Linked DNA regions of Rattus norvegicus: region 2 is linked to region 1. A link is a contact called in public Hi-C data. All regions are on one chromosome and are shown on one strand. The core of a region is the stretch at or near the end of the contact, and the rest is flanking DNA. Distances in the headings are between cores, read along the strand shown.

Region 1 (6,794 bases), core at 2,753-5,252:
TGCCTTGTGTATCCCTGGCTTAACCCAGAACTTGCTATGTAGATCAAGGAGGCCTGGAGCCTGCAAAGAGCTGTTTGCCTCTGCCTCCTGAGTGCTGGGGTCAAAGGTGTGCAGCCACTGCCCAGCACAGGAGCTGTTCTGAGGATAGCACAGCAGCACACTAATGAAGAGGGGAGGTTTCCTGGTCTCACTTTGTAAGCCTGGCTGGCCTGGAACTTGTGACAATTCTGCTTCTGCCTCCTGAGTGGCACAGGTGTGTGCCATCATATGTACCATTATATTAATTTTTTTTTTCCAGAGCTGGGGACTGAACCCAGGGCCTTGCGCTTGCTAGGCAAGCGCTCTACCACTGAGCTAAATCCCCAACCCCTATTAATTTTTAAAAATTAATTTGCCCTAGCAATGTCTTTAAAAGACACATACACACACACACATGCACGCACGCACGCACGCACGCACGCACGCACGCACGCACGCATCCCTTTGTAGATGGGCATGATGATACACGCCTTTGATCCCAGCACTCAGGTGGCAGAGGCAGGCGGATATCTGAGTTTGAGGCTAGCCTGGTCTACAAAGAGTTCCAGGACAGCCAGGGTTACAAAACAAACAAGGAAAAAAATGTGTATATCCCTTCATCTCTTTGTAAATTGATCTTGCTCCAAACTAATAGATGTAGGGTTGTAACTCAGAGGATAGAGCTCTTGACTAGCATGCATGAGTCTCGGGGTTTGATACCCAGCACTGATTTAAAAACAAGCAGATGGGTGTTTGTAGGGGATTACTTCTAGGTATATTATGAAAACCCTGACCGGTAGGTTGTTTCTATCTGCTCAAGCCTCACACTAACCTACGAGGTTTACGTGTGCACCGTCTCCTCACACTGCAAAGCTGAATGACTCCCACTGTCATCAGCAGATGTCCAATCCCGAGAACCGAGCCTCGGATAGTGTGATTCCAGAGACCAAGCTGTAAAAGCACACTGCTGAGGGAGGTTCTCCACGCAGTTTCTAAGTGAGAGGAGGGCAGAGGGCAGCTTCTTGGTACTAAGGTGGGAGTGTAATGACCTTAAGGGAGGGGATGGTGTAGCGATTCACAACAAGAGCTTTTACATAGCACTTGCCAAAGCATGCAATGCTCTTGTGTTTTCTTTCAGGCTACCGGCCTACACTTCAGACACACGGATAATGTGATTCAGTGGCTGAATGCCATGGATGAGATTGGATTGCCTAAGGTAACCTACGGGGTGCCCATGTCACTGCTGGTGTTGGCATAACAGCTCTCATTTAACCTGCAAAGTTATTCTACACAGTAATCAATGATCTGTCTGTCCTTCCTCTATCTTCCTCCCATTCACCCTTCCCTCCCTTTACTCCTCTCTCTGCTCATTCTGAGACAGTAGCTCAAGCCGTACTCTATGCTGGCTTGGAACTCAAAATGCTCCTGCCCCAACCTCCAGAGTACTGGGTTTATAGGCACATAACACCATGCTGGCTAAGTTTTGCCTGCTCCTCCTTAATGATAAAGGTTCTTTTCAGTTTGATTCGGGAAAAGAATTTTAGTCTTTTTCTTTCATATTTTTTCTTTTTCCTTGGTAAGGAAATACTTTTCATCACTGTGATGGGATTAGGTGGTGGTTTTGATTCTCTTAGACTTCCCTGTGGAGCCCAGGTTTTTATAATAGAAAAAGAAGAGGGCTACAAGTGAGCTCTGGAGTGTCACCAAGTGTCACCATCGTGTGGTGACCAGTCTCCAGTGTTAACTACTGTGTTGAGCTCTTTATTACACATGGGTCTGTTGAGCTGACTCAAATGTGGATCTGCTTCTGTGTGAGAGGCCAGCTTTCGTCCCCACTTCCTCAGAGCAGCTGCTGAAGTGCTCTTCTCTGTCAAGGGTACGTCCCACAAATGTCAGGAAGTGATTGCGCCAAGTTACTATGGTTACCTGGCCGTTCTGTGTACCTATACCTCCTGTTCCTGTTTTCTGTAATGTAAAATGCACGCTCATGTAAACTACTACACTGTACCTGTGACTTCCTGCCTTTCGTATAGTGTTGTCATCTATAAGTGATGACAATTTAGCATCCTTTAAACGGTATTTGAAGCGTGTTTGTGTTTGTGTTTCTAGGGGTCTTTTGTTGTGTTGTTTTGTAGTGGCACTAGGGAGGCCTTAGTGGCAGCTAGGCAAGTGCTCTACCCTCAGGCTGTGTCCTCAGCCTTCATTGGTTTGTATTTTGAGACGTTCTCATTGAGTTGCCCAGGCTGCCCTTCAGCTCATCCAGGCAAGCCTTGAACTTAGGGTTCTTCTGACTTAGTCTCAGAAGTTTGGAGATACCCTAACCTATCATCCAGTCCTTCCCCAAACTTTCTTCATTTATCTGAAATGCCTCTTTTATCCATCCACCATCACAACAACTCTGCGGCCCGCAGCTTGCTTCTCCTCAGCATGGCCTGGGTCCTGCCTCCTGTGCTGTGCGCTCTCTAAGCTCGGCTTTATCCTTCCCTCCACAGCTAGGGTACATCCTTGTCCCACTTGCCAGGTCCTCGCTTGTCTGGCTTTGAATTCGATAGCAATCGTCTGATTTCACCCTGCTTAACGACCTCGTTTTCTTTCCACTTTGGAATATGCTCTGTGCCTTGCAGAGAACTTGAGGCTCTGCTCACTCTCCTGAACACGAGCCTCACTGCTGTGTTCCCTGAAGATCTTTTCCTGAGCTCTGGTCTATCTTAGTAAAGGTCTTTATTCATTTCCAGATTCTTCTAACCAATCCATTTAGTCTACTTCTTTGATTTCTTCCTAGATTTTTTATCCAGAAACCACAGATATCTACGACCGGAAGAACATGCCAAGATGTATCTACTGTATCCACGCCCTCAGGTAACCAGGGCCTCTTAGCAGAACAAGTCACTTAAGGATAACTGCTCGGGCCAGTGGGTATTTTTTTTTTTTTTTTTTTTTGTCTGTGCTGTAAGAATGAAAGAGGTTTTACATCAACTTCAGGATTTTCAAGTGGAATAGAAGCTATTATCCTTACTGAAACACCTGTGTTTTTCTAGGGAACAGAGAGAAGGGATTGTTTATTTCCATAATATATTATTGTTGCAGAAACATGGTATAATCTTTCATTTTTTTTAATCTGGCGCCTCTCTGAATTCTGCATCTTAATCAGGGTGTGGTGTCCTTTCTCCAGTCAGCCATCTGGGGCCTTCCATTGTTATTTGTTCATTAAGTGATTGCTATACCAACACAAATATGATAGGAGGTAAAGCATAATTTCATGGAAAATGACTTAATTTCAGGTTCCCACTTCTTAGAATCATCAGGGTACTGAACTAGCAGGAGTCTGAAGGGAGGTGGGGAAAGGAAGAGGTACATTTTGGTAGCTGGGAATGGAAGTATATGCTAGCAGATTCCTTCATGGCTCTAGGACTGAGAAAGGTTGAGGAGGAAGTGGGATGTGAAGGTGACATTTGTTTGTTTGGATTCCCCTTGCTATATAGCGTGCGTGTGTGTGTGCGTGTGTGTGTGCGTGTGTGTGTGTGTGTGTGTGTGTGTGTGTGTGTGTGTGTGTGTACCTGTAAGAAGCCTTTTATCTCAAGTTAAGTCCAGGACCTCACACATGCTAAGCAAACCTTCTGCCACTGAGCTGCTCCATCTCGGGTCTTTTGTGAGACTTGGGCGAGACCCTTGGTATCACCCGCATCATTGTGAGCATGCAAAGAGTGACTGCAGGGAGCTCGTACATCTCTGTGTTAAGAGCATAACAAATTCATATGCTTGCGTCTGAGCCAAAGCCTGATTAATTCTCAGCATTGTGATTGGCGTGGTTTGCTGAGGTCTGTCCGTAGTGATAACCTTGTAAAGGCCATGCCTACAATGGCTGTCTGAACTTGGCAGGCACGGAGCCTAAGTTGACAGAATTCCTCTCTGCTCCCTCTGTAGCCTCTGATGTAGCTTGGGTCCCAAGCCCTCAGTTCTTTGAAACATAGATGAGGAGTTAGCTATGCCTTCCTGATGATGGGGTCAGGACAAAGGGAGGAAGCCTGCCATTGTTCTCCATTCCTCTTGCATATGCAGTAGGTGCTTAGAAAGCACACACAGAGCCGAGTGTTCTGACTTGGGAGTAATGCTTTCTTTCCTCTCATTTGTTGTTTTTCCTGAAAGGTAAGTTGGCAACCCTTGATAGTACGTAGGAAGAGGCTGTTAACTACTCGGGGCCTCAACAACAGCTCTCAGGACAGATTCCCACCTCATGACTTTGTATGTACCAGCAGTAATACAGAGCTCCCCGCAACCCCCAACTTTCAGTGCTAGAGTCTTACCCACACCTGGCCCAGGCAGGCAAGCGCTCTCTCTGCCACTGAGCTGTGCTCTCAGCACCTCCTGTTCCCAGAGCTTTACTGGCTCTGATCCACAGGCAGTTGCTGCACCGAGGCGGTGCTCAGTCGAGCTTTCCTTCCTTCCCCTAAGGTTTTACACGTCTGAGAACTGATGCTAGCTTGGTGTTAGAAGGATCAGTATTCTAGGTCATCCTGGCCTACATAGTGAGTTCCAGGCCGCCAGGACTGCACAGTGAGACCCCACCACCAACCACCACAAAGCAAACTGAAATAAAACCCCACTGATTTTGATGTTAAATAGGCCCATTATCCCTCACCTTACATTAAGAAAAATAAAAAACTTTCATGTTGTGAAAATTGAATTTAAGTTAGTGTGAGTTCATTTGTTGCTAAAACCTGGTAAGGACAACAGATTGTCTAGAATATTTATCCACAGGCACGGTTATTTTGGAAGATACTGGGGTTTATAATTATCTGAAAAACCGTGAAAGACCCTTTTAGATTTATTTGAAAATGATTTTGTTTTGCGAGTGCACAAGGGTGTGCATGTCAAGTTCAGGGCACAGCTTACAGGAATCAGTGGTTCTTCCATCAGTGGGTCCTGGGGATCGAACTCAGGTTTGATGGCCAGATGCCAGAGGCACCATCTAATATGCTTTGTTTGTTTGTTTCTGTGCCTTGCTGAGACACTGTAGAGTCCTCTGATCTCTTCTAATTCATTGATTCTGATCTGTTGGAGCTCCAGGATCAACCAAACAATATAGACTTGTAGACATTTCTCTCTGAAAGATGGGTTGGTGAGATTTGTCTTTCCCATCATCGAGTTTAGAGTCTAGAGGCTTTTTATTCTCTGAAGAACAAAGATAAATAAAATAGCATGTACTGTATTTTAACTCTTAGTTAACTGAACCGAGCTTCTGTGTCAGCGATAGCAACTCCACTGAGGCTAGAGCCGCTCGCTGTCTGCGTCATTTTCATGAGGCTTGTTTAATGTCTCATCACCTAAACATACAAGTATGCCTCACTTGTGCGAACATCGTGTTACTATAACACGATTTATATTAACACCAGCAGCTCAGCATATATTAACTTTGGGGCACAACTGGGACCTGAAGTTGTAGTCTAAGGGGAATCTTTCATCCTATTGTGCCTCTCACTGTGACACAAAGCATGCTGGGGTAACAGTCATGGCTGGGGGAGGGGGTGCGCTTCTCAGTGCTCCTTTTCCCAGGCTCCCCCCTCCACCTGAGCCACAGTTGCTGTGGCAGGAGGCCTCACTCTTTGCACATTGGTGTCTTCTAGTTTGTACCTGTTCAAACTGGGCCTGGCTCCTCAGATTCAAGACCTGTATGGAAAGGTTGACTTCACAGGTAAGGAGTTCCAGAGGCTTGTGGAAAATGTATGACTCATTTGGTAATCGCCTGGGAAGTTCAACAGTGCCTATCTTAAAGGAGAAGGCTCTAGAAAATGCTCCCACAAGGAAGTGGGAGGAACATAAATGAACTACCCTTTTAGTGTGGGAAGAGCATGGACCGGAGAATTGCAAACTGCTCTTTGGCTTATGTGAGGATGGCGGTAGAGTTCGTGTTCTTATACATATTTTTGTCTGTGTGTCAGTTGTTTGAGAATAGTGACATTAAGACTTAAGATGGTGGTATGTGGAGCTAACATTAAATGTGTACGGGTTGTTAAAAAAGCTTTATAACTAGCACCTGTTGGGGAAGAATTAAGGGGCAAGACTGGAGAATGAGTTGACTCAGAAACACGTTTAGTTATGTTAAAGTCTAAGCTTTCTTGTTCCATATTTCCTGTATATCGTAAGAACAATGAAATACCTTGTAGAGAGAAGCTTTGGAGACTGGAAATGGAGAGTCAGACAGTAGCAGGTGGCCTGGTGGAAGCCTGTACGTCAGAGACTGTATTGTGAGACTAGAGCCAGAAGACTTGGTGGGCCCAGGCTTTCTCTGAGAGCTAGTTGTGAGAATTAAAGGTTCTATGAGAATAGCCTCAATCCTTTTCCAAGAATGGCACCTCCCATGATCTAGGGGTTTTCCACTTAGATCTGCCTCTTTTTTTTTTTTTTTTTTTAAGACTTATTTATTTATCATATATAAGTACACTGTAGCTATCTTCAGACACACCAGAAGAGGGCATCAGATCTCATTACAGATGGTTGGGAGCCACCATGTGGTTGCTGGGATTTAAACTCAGGACCCCTGGAAGAGCACCCAGTGCTCTTAACCACTGGGCCATCTCTCCAGCCCTAGCCCCGCCTCTTAAAGGGCTCTACCTCTCAGAACCCCACAGTGTGGACTGAGCCTGTAACATGGGCCCTTGTGGGCTAGGCCACAGTCCAAGCCGTAGCATTTTGTGTGTCTGCTCTGGTCAGGTACTTGAAGGGATGGAGACCAGGAGGAAGATTGGACAGTGGTAACACTGGTCAGGAGTAAGGGT
Region 2 (6,794 bases), core at 1,789-4,288, 37 kb before region 1:
ACAAGAACAACAGGGCAGTGGTGGCTTCTGCCCTTATTCCCATCACTCAGGAGGTAGTGGCACGTTCAAGGTGAGCCTGGTCTACAGAGTGAGTTCCAGGACAGCCAAGCCTATACAGAAAAATCCTGTCTCAAAAACAAACAAACAAACCCCAACAAAAACCAAAAACCAAAAACCAAAAAACAAACAAAAAAACCCCAACGAAAACCAAACACCAAAAAACAAAACAAAAAAAACCCAAAACAACCTTCTCAAACCCAACGAAAGCAAACCAAACCATGCTGACCTTCTCCAAAGGATGAATCGTGTAAGTTGAATTTAAAGGCCAGAGAAAGGTTCACTGGGTTGTATGGCTGAACCTATAGTTCTAACTGCACAGGAACCTAGGGGAGAGGGTTGATTGAGCTCAGGAATTCCAGGCAAGCTTAGTTAGCATACCTAGATTCCATCTTTAAAAATTAATAAAAGTACCCCAGCCCCCACACATATACTCAAACCCACAAAACAGAATAGGAAAAAGCCTGGAAAAAAAAAGACTTAGTCATAATAAACCTTCACATATTTGTGTGTGTGTCGCTCTCGATGGAACTAGGGCCTCATGCATGCTAGGCAGGTGTTTTGCCTCTGAGTTTTATCCCCTGCCCTCTTATAGGTTTTTCCTACTTATTTAAAGACAGGATCTTGTACTCACCTGCCTATCCCAGGTTTTGACTTTGCAATGAGATCTCCTGCCTCTACCCCAAGAGTACTAAGGTGACTGTTATGGTCCAGCGCCATTGTGATGTATCTTCTTCCTTTAGTAGTTCATGGCTGAGGGTGTAGCTTAGTGGCAGAGTGATTGACTAGCAGATGTCAGAGCATGGGGTATATCCTAAACACCATATAAAGAAAGTTTTTAAAATGTATTTTTAGGGCTGGAGAGATGGCTCACTGGTTAAGAACACTGACTCTTCTTCCAGAGGTCCTGAGTTCAATTCCCAGCAACCACATGGTGGCTCACAACCATCTGTAATGAGATCTGACACCCTCTTCTGGTGTGTCTGAAGACAGCTATAGTGTACTCACATAAAATAATAAGTAAATCTTTTTTTAAAGTGTATTTTTAAATTTTTATTTGTCTTGACACAGGGTCTCTCTACATAGCTTTGACTGTCCAGGAACTCACTATGTAGGCCAGGATGGCCTTGAACTCACAGAGATCTGTCTGCCATTACTTCCTGGGTGCTGGGATTAAAGTTGTGCCCCAACATGCCCAACTAAGAAGAAAGTTTGTAAGGAAAGAATGAGTAAATTGAAAATGGCTGGAACAAAGAGCCTGAAATTGGGTTGTAAAGGTGCTCGCCTGGTATGTTAAATAAGGCACACAAAGCAAACTGTGAAGGGAGTAATAGGGAAAACATATCTGTGACAAGAACTCTGAAGCTGGGCATGGTGGCACATGCTTTTAGTCCCGGCACTCAGGAGGCAGAGACAGGTGAATCTCCAAGTGTAGTCTTGCCTCTTTAGTGGGTTCCAGGACAGCCAGAACTACATAGTGAAACTTGTCCCCCCCACCCCACCCTCCAACACACACAAAGAACTCTGTGCTTTTAAACAACTTGCTGGTAATCATGATCATCTGGTTGGCAGAAGTGAGAACAGGATTATGATAATCAAAATAGTGTAATTACAGGCAGGGACAGAAACAAAACTAGATGCTTCAGAAATAGAGGTGAAGGGGCTGGAGAGATGGCTCAGCAGTTAAGAGCACTGTCTGCTCTTCCAGAAGACCTGAGTTCAATTCCCAGCAACCACATGGTGGCTCACAACCATCTGTAATGGGATCTGATGCCCTCATCTGGTGTGTCCGAAGACAGCTACAGTGTACTTATATATAATTAAAAAAAAAAAAAAAAGGTGAAGCAAACCTGGGGTGTGTGTGACTGGTGATTGAACACTTATAGAGAGTGAAGCAGGAACAGGACCAACGTTTGACAGTTTTTAGTGTCTGTGGGAGATGCAAAAGTGCACATTAGATGGTTTGAACCTACTGAGGGGCTTCTAGATTGTCTGGATTGTGAGTAGAAGCCATCAACTGTATATGGTGAGCGTAAGAGTCCTGAGAACGGGACTTTAACTTTTATTGTTTTTTTTTTTAACTTTTTGGAGGCAGTGTCTCACTCTGTAATCTAGGCTGGGGATTACAAGGGCAGGGATTGGGGATTTAGCTCAGTGGTAGAGCGCTTGCCTAGCAAGCACAAGGCCCTGGGTTCGGTCCCCAGCTCCGAAAAAAAGAAAAGAAAAAAAAAAAAAAAAGATTACAAGGGCAAAGGAAATCCTTAATAGGTTCAAGATACCCCGTAAGAACTTGCAAAGAAGAGTACAGATTGTAAAGAGGCGATAAATAGCTCTTCTGATTGAGCATCTTCATCCCCCAATTTAAGAGAATGAGCAGTTCTACGCTTTAGCACTGCTGGGGAGAACAGAGGCCAGATTGACATAATATGGCAGAGTAGGGATGGGAGTCTTTCCTGACAGTGGGTCCCACTTGCGTCCAATAACACCCTGGGCCACCTGAAACGGCTCCTTTAAAGAGCCGCGGTACAGGGGTTGGGGATTTAGCTCAGCGGTAGAGCGCTTGCCTAGCAAGTGCAAGGCCCTGGGTTCGGTCCCCAGCTCCAAAAAAAAAAAAAAAAAAAAAAAAAAAAAGAGCCGCGGTACAGAGCGGGTTAACTCAGCTGTCAAGGAAAGGCAGGCGCCGAAAAAAGTTTGGATTTCAAAGCTGTAGACATTGGCGGCTTTTCAGTCTGAGCCGTAGATAGGGTGAAGGCGGGGAAGTGTCGGGACAACCGACCAAGCGGGCCTGGGGACTGCTACAGCGCCCCGCCTCTTCGCTTCCGCAAGTGGAGAGCTAAGCTAGCAGGGGCGGGTCCTATAAAAGTGACCACGCCCCTTCCGCTCGCTCTGGGGAGCGCAGCTGGGCGTGGACTCAAGGGCGGGGTCTGCGGGGCGGGACCTGCAGGGTGGGGCTGATGGCGCGGGGCGGGGCCTTGAGGACAGCGACAGCCCGCGCACTGGGCAGGAGTTGCTGCTGCTACGGTCGCCCGCGTCTTCAAGGTCTCTGCTCTTCCTCACCGGAGACCGGGACTCGGCCGCCATGTCCGCCGCGGAGGAGGTCGATGGCCTGGGTGTGGTCCGGCCGCACTATGGCTGTGAGTACGGGGTATTTGGGGGTGCGAGGGCGAGGTTTTCCCAGGGGCTCAGCGGAGCGGGTGCGCGGGGTGGCTTGGGACCGCACAGACCCGGAAGAGCAGCCGGCTGTATGGCTGGTAGCAAGGTTGGCGTCTGAGCCCTCTCGAGCTCCGGAGGCGGCGGGTAGAAACCTGGAGGCCTCAGCCTTCGCTAGGCGCCGCGGCAGGGGAGCCCCACCCAGAGCCTCCACCGGTTAGTTCTACTGAGATTGGGGAAGACGGCCTAGGGTGAGGTGGCAGGAGGACTGACTGTGCAGGGCGTGTCCTGGGCACTGGACCCAGGGGTTCTGCTCGGGCGTGGTGGGAAGGTGCTGCCCGGATTGCTGCCTGCGAGGGTGATCCGGGGCGCAGACCCGCTCAGCCTTAGGCTAGCTGCGAGGCGCAGTTTTAGGCAGGCAGCTTACACTCTCCTGCTGGGTTCTCTCTTCAGCAATTCAAAAGTAAAATTAAAACATAAGCACACCGAAATCGCCCCCGCTCCACTTCCTCATTTTCTGTAGCCATCCCTGCAACATTGGTGAATTAACCAGCTGTACGTGGGATTGAAGTTACAAGAGGATCCCTCTGATTCTCGGGTTTAGATTTTATGTTTTGAGGAAAGTGTTTTCTTAAAGGATACTTTAACACATCCAGGTATGCATTAGATAGTGTTATAATGTGTGCCACGTTTGTGAAATAAGGGATGAAAAAGATCAAGCAGTGCCTTCAGAAACTGTCAGAGAAAGAGACAGGTGTACAGACGATTGATAATAAAATCAGTGGGGTTGGGAGTTTAGCCCAGTGGTAGAGTGCTTGCCTAGCAAGTGCAAGTCCTCAGCTCCAAGAAAAAAAATTGGGTGCAATAAAGATAAACGACGCATGAACTAACTAGGTATAAAGAGTAATGGGGGTGAAGAGAAGGGACTTGAGGCCGTGGGAACACAGGTGCTGACTTTTTTTTTTTTTTCCCGGAGCTGGGGACCGAACCCAGGGCCTTGTGCTTGCTAGGCAAGCGCTCTACCACTGAGCTTAATCCCCAACCCCCAGGTGCTGACTTCTGAACAGAGGGTTGAAGGATACAGTGTGGGGCAGGGTGTGCAAGAACACGACAAACTAAATGTGGTACTGGAGAATATAGGGTTACTGTGTGTGGGAACACATAGTGTCGTGGCAGGGCAGAGGTGGGATGGAAAGGGGGAGGAGAAGGGTAAGGAGCAGCCCACGCTAGCATGAGAATAGCTTTATAGTCTTCCCAAGGAGTTAGGAATTCCCTCGACCCTAGGGATGGCTGTGGAGGAGGCTGATGGCTGCAACACTTGGAGACAGGTGGGCGGAAAGGGCCCTTTATTAGCCCTGGGGCTGAGTTCATCCTACCTCAGTTTCCTCTTCTGTCGAGTAGTGGTAATCACAGGATTGTTCTGGGCTAGAGTGGGAGAAAGTGTGTAAATTGCTTAGTCCGGGAGTTGCAGGCTTCCATTGTCAATAGATGGGAAGGCATGATGCCCTCTATCTTAATTCTGACTCACAAGGACAGACGTAGTTGATACTTCTTGAAGCTACAAGAAAAGGTAGTACATATATTTAAAACATTTAGAAATTTGGTTCCTTGAGAATTTTTAACATAAAAAATGAAAATGATTATATCTATCTCCTATCCCTCCCCTCCAATGATTTATCTGAGATTGTATCTCACTGTATAATTCTAGCTGACCTCAACTTGCTGTTTAAGACAAGTCTGGCCTTGGACTCAGAAGTCTGCCTGCCTCTGCCTTCCAAGTGCTGGGATTACAGGCTTGTGCTATTACACCTGCATCTTTTTCTTTAAGAAAAAAAAAAAATTATGGGGGCTGGAGAGATGGCTCAGTGGTTAAGAGCACTGACTGCTCTTCCAGAGGTCCTGAGTTCAATCCCCAGCAACCACGTGGTGGCTCACAACCATCTGTAATAGGGTCCAATGCCCTTTTCTGGTGAGTCTGAAGAAAGCAACAGTGCACTCATATGAATAAAATAAATAAATACATCTTAAAAAATAATTTATGTGTTTGGGTGATTTGCCAACATGCATAATGTCTGTGCACTATGTGTGTACCTGGTGCCTGCAGAGGCCAGAAGAGAATGTCGGGTCCCCTGAAACTGGAGTTATAGCTCATTGTGGGTACTGGGAATTGAACCTAGATCCTCTGTAAGAACAGCCAGTCCTCTTAACTGTTGAGCCATCTCTCCACCCCCTAGGCTCTCTAAAGTAAAAAAAAAAACAAAAAAAACAAAAACAACAACAACAAAAAAAACCCACTAAGTCAAACTAGTGCTGCCCCTATGTGCATGAATGTCTTGACTGTCCATCGGAGCATGGGCAGCTTACCAGTGACCTGACTCCCATATGATGCATAAAACATGATTTTATATGCATGAGTGCATGCATAGACATGTGCACAACATATATACCCGGTGACCTGGGAGGTCAGAAACGGCATTGGCTCCTCTTGAACTAGAATTACAGATGCTTGTGAGTGGCCATGTAGGTGCTAGAAACCCTGGTCAACAAGTGCTCTTAACTGCTGACACGTTTCTACAGCCCCTTACCATATATATATGATATGTATATCATATATATAGAGAGATATATACATATATCTATATCTATCTATGGCTGTGGCTCTCATTTATTTCTGAGGAGAGTCACAGTGCTTGGCGTTTACACTCTTTCCTTCTTGTTTTAGCTGTCCTGGATAATGAGAGACTCACGGCAGAGGAGATGGATGAGAGGAGGCGACAGAACGTGGCCTATGAGTACCTTTGTCATTTGGAAGAAGCAAAGAGGTACAGATGGACTAATTGGAGAGTTGACTGGGAGAAGGAACCGATGTTGTATGCTTTAAAAAAGATTGGCTTTTATTTATGTGTATGCTTTTTGGAACCCGTGTATGGCTGCCCGAGGAGTTAGAAGGTGTTAGATCTTCCTGGAGCTGGAGTTACAGATGTGGCTGGCAACCCAGCTCTGGTCCTTCGAAAGAGCGGCAAGTGTTCCTAACTGCCGAGCCATCCGTCTAGCCAGCCTCTGCAGATAGCACTTTGTGTGCATTATACTTTAGGTAAGAGTGTTGGAGGCTGGTCGTTGAGAGGATAAGTAGGAGAAGTGTAGAGTGTCTATTCATGGGAACAAGTGGGCCATGGTGGTTTATGATGAAACACTGTGTCCAACACTTGTGCATACTGAAAAGGTTTCCAGCTTTGTAGTTTTCCGCTTTTCTTCTGTTTATAGTGGTTGTTTTGGGTACTGCCAGCTGTCTGTTAGAGATAACGATTTAAAGTTATGGTTTGATGTTCTTGATCCTAATGGTTCCTAATTCTTCACAGGCTTCCATTTGTGTATTGAGCCCATCTCCTCGTGACTCAGAGTGGGTATCAGGTTTAGAGGGCTGATAGGGTGGGCTGAAAGGGGCTGAGGACATATATACCTTAGTGGTGAAGTACTTGTTGAGTGCTCAAGGTCCGGGGAGATACCCAGTGCCAGAAGAAAACGGCAGAACCTTGTCTAGTAAGGTAGTGCCGTAGGTATAGATCTAACCATCGGCAGCACTGAGA

The links. A called contact is a pair of places that touch in the nucleus more often than the background predicts.
Region 2: a contact with region 1 is called in a Hi-C map of psoas muscle, with 1.5 times the contacts expected there. The contact joins the promoter of Iqgap1 here to the enhancer-like site in region 1. A contact is called at or near these places in 5 of 12 Hi-C or Micro-C datasets (the Rat2 cell line, Schwann cells, frontal cortex and 2 more).

The regions. Positions count from the first base shown.
Region 1 is chr1:144,138,814-144,145,607 of GRCr8, reverse strand. It overlaps Iqgap1 (IQ motif containing GTPase activating protein 1), which reads left to right. Exons shown (of 38, transcript NM_001108489.1): 4 at 1,157-1,234; 5 at 2,801-2,877; 6 at 5,643-5,710. Among named protein-coding and RNA genes, the nearest start is that of Iqgap1, 37 kb to the left of the region's middle. Within about 2 kb of position 4,002, at least 19 of the 93 cell types and tissues checked have an H3K27ac peak or open chromatin away from gene starts, as enhancers often do.
Region 2 is chr1:144,175,197-144,181,990 of GRCr8, reverse strand. Iqgap1 (IQ motif containing GTPase activating protein 1) reads left to right here and starts at 3,038. Exons shown (of 38, transcript NM_001108489.1): 1 at 3,038-3,191; 2 at 5,930-6,029. The coding sequence starts at 3,137.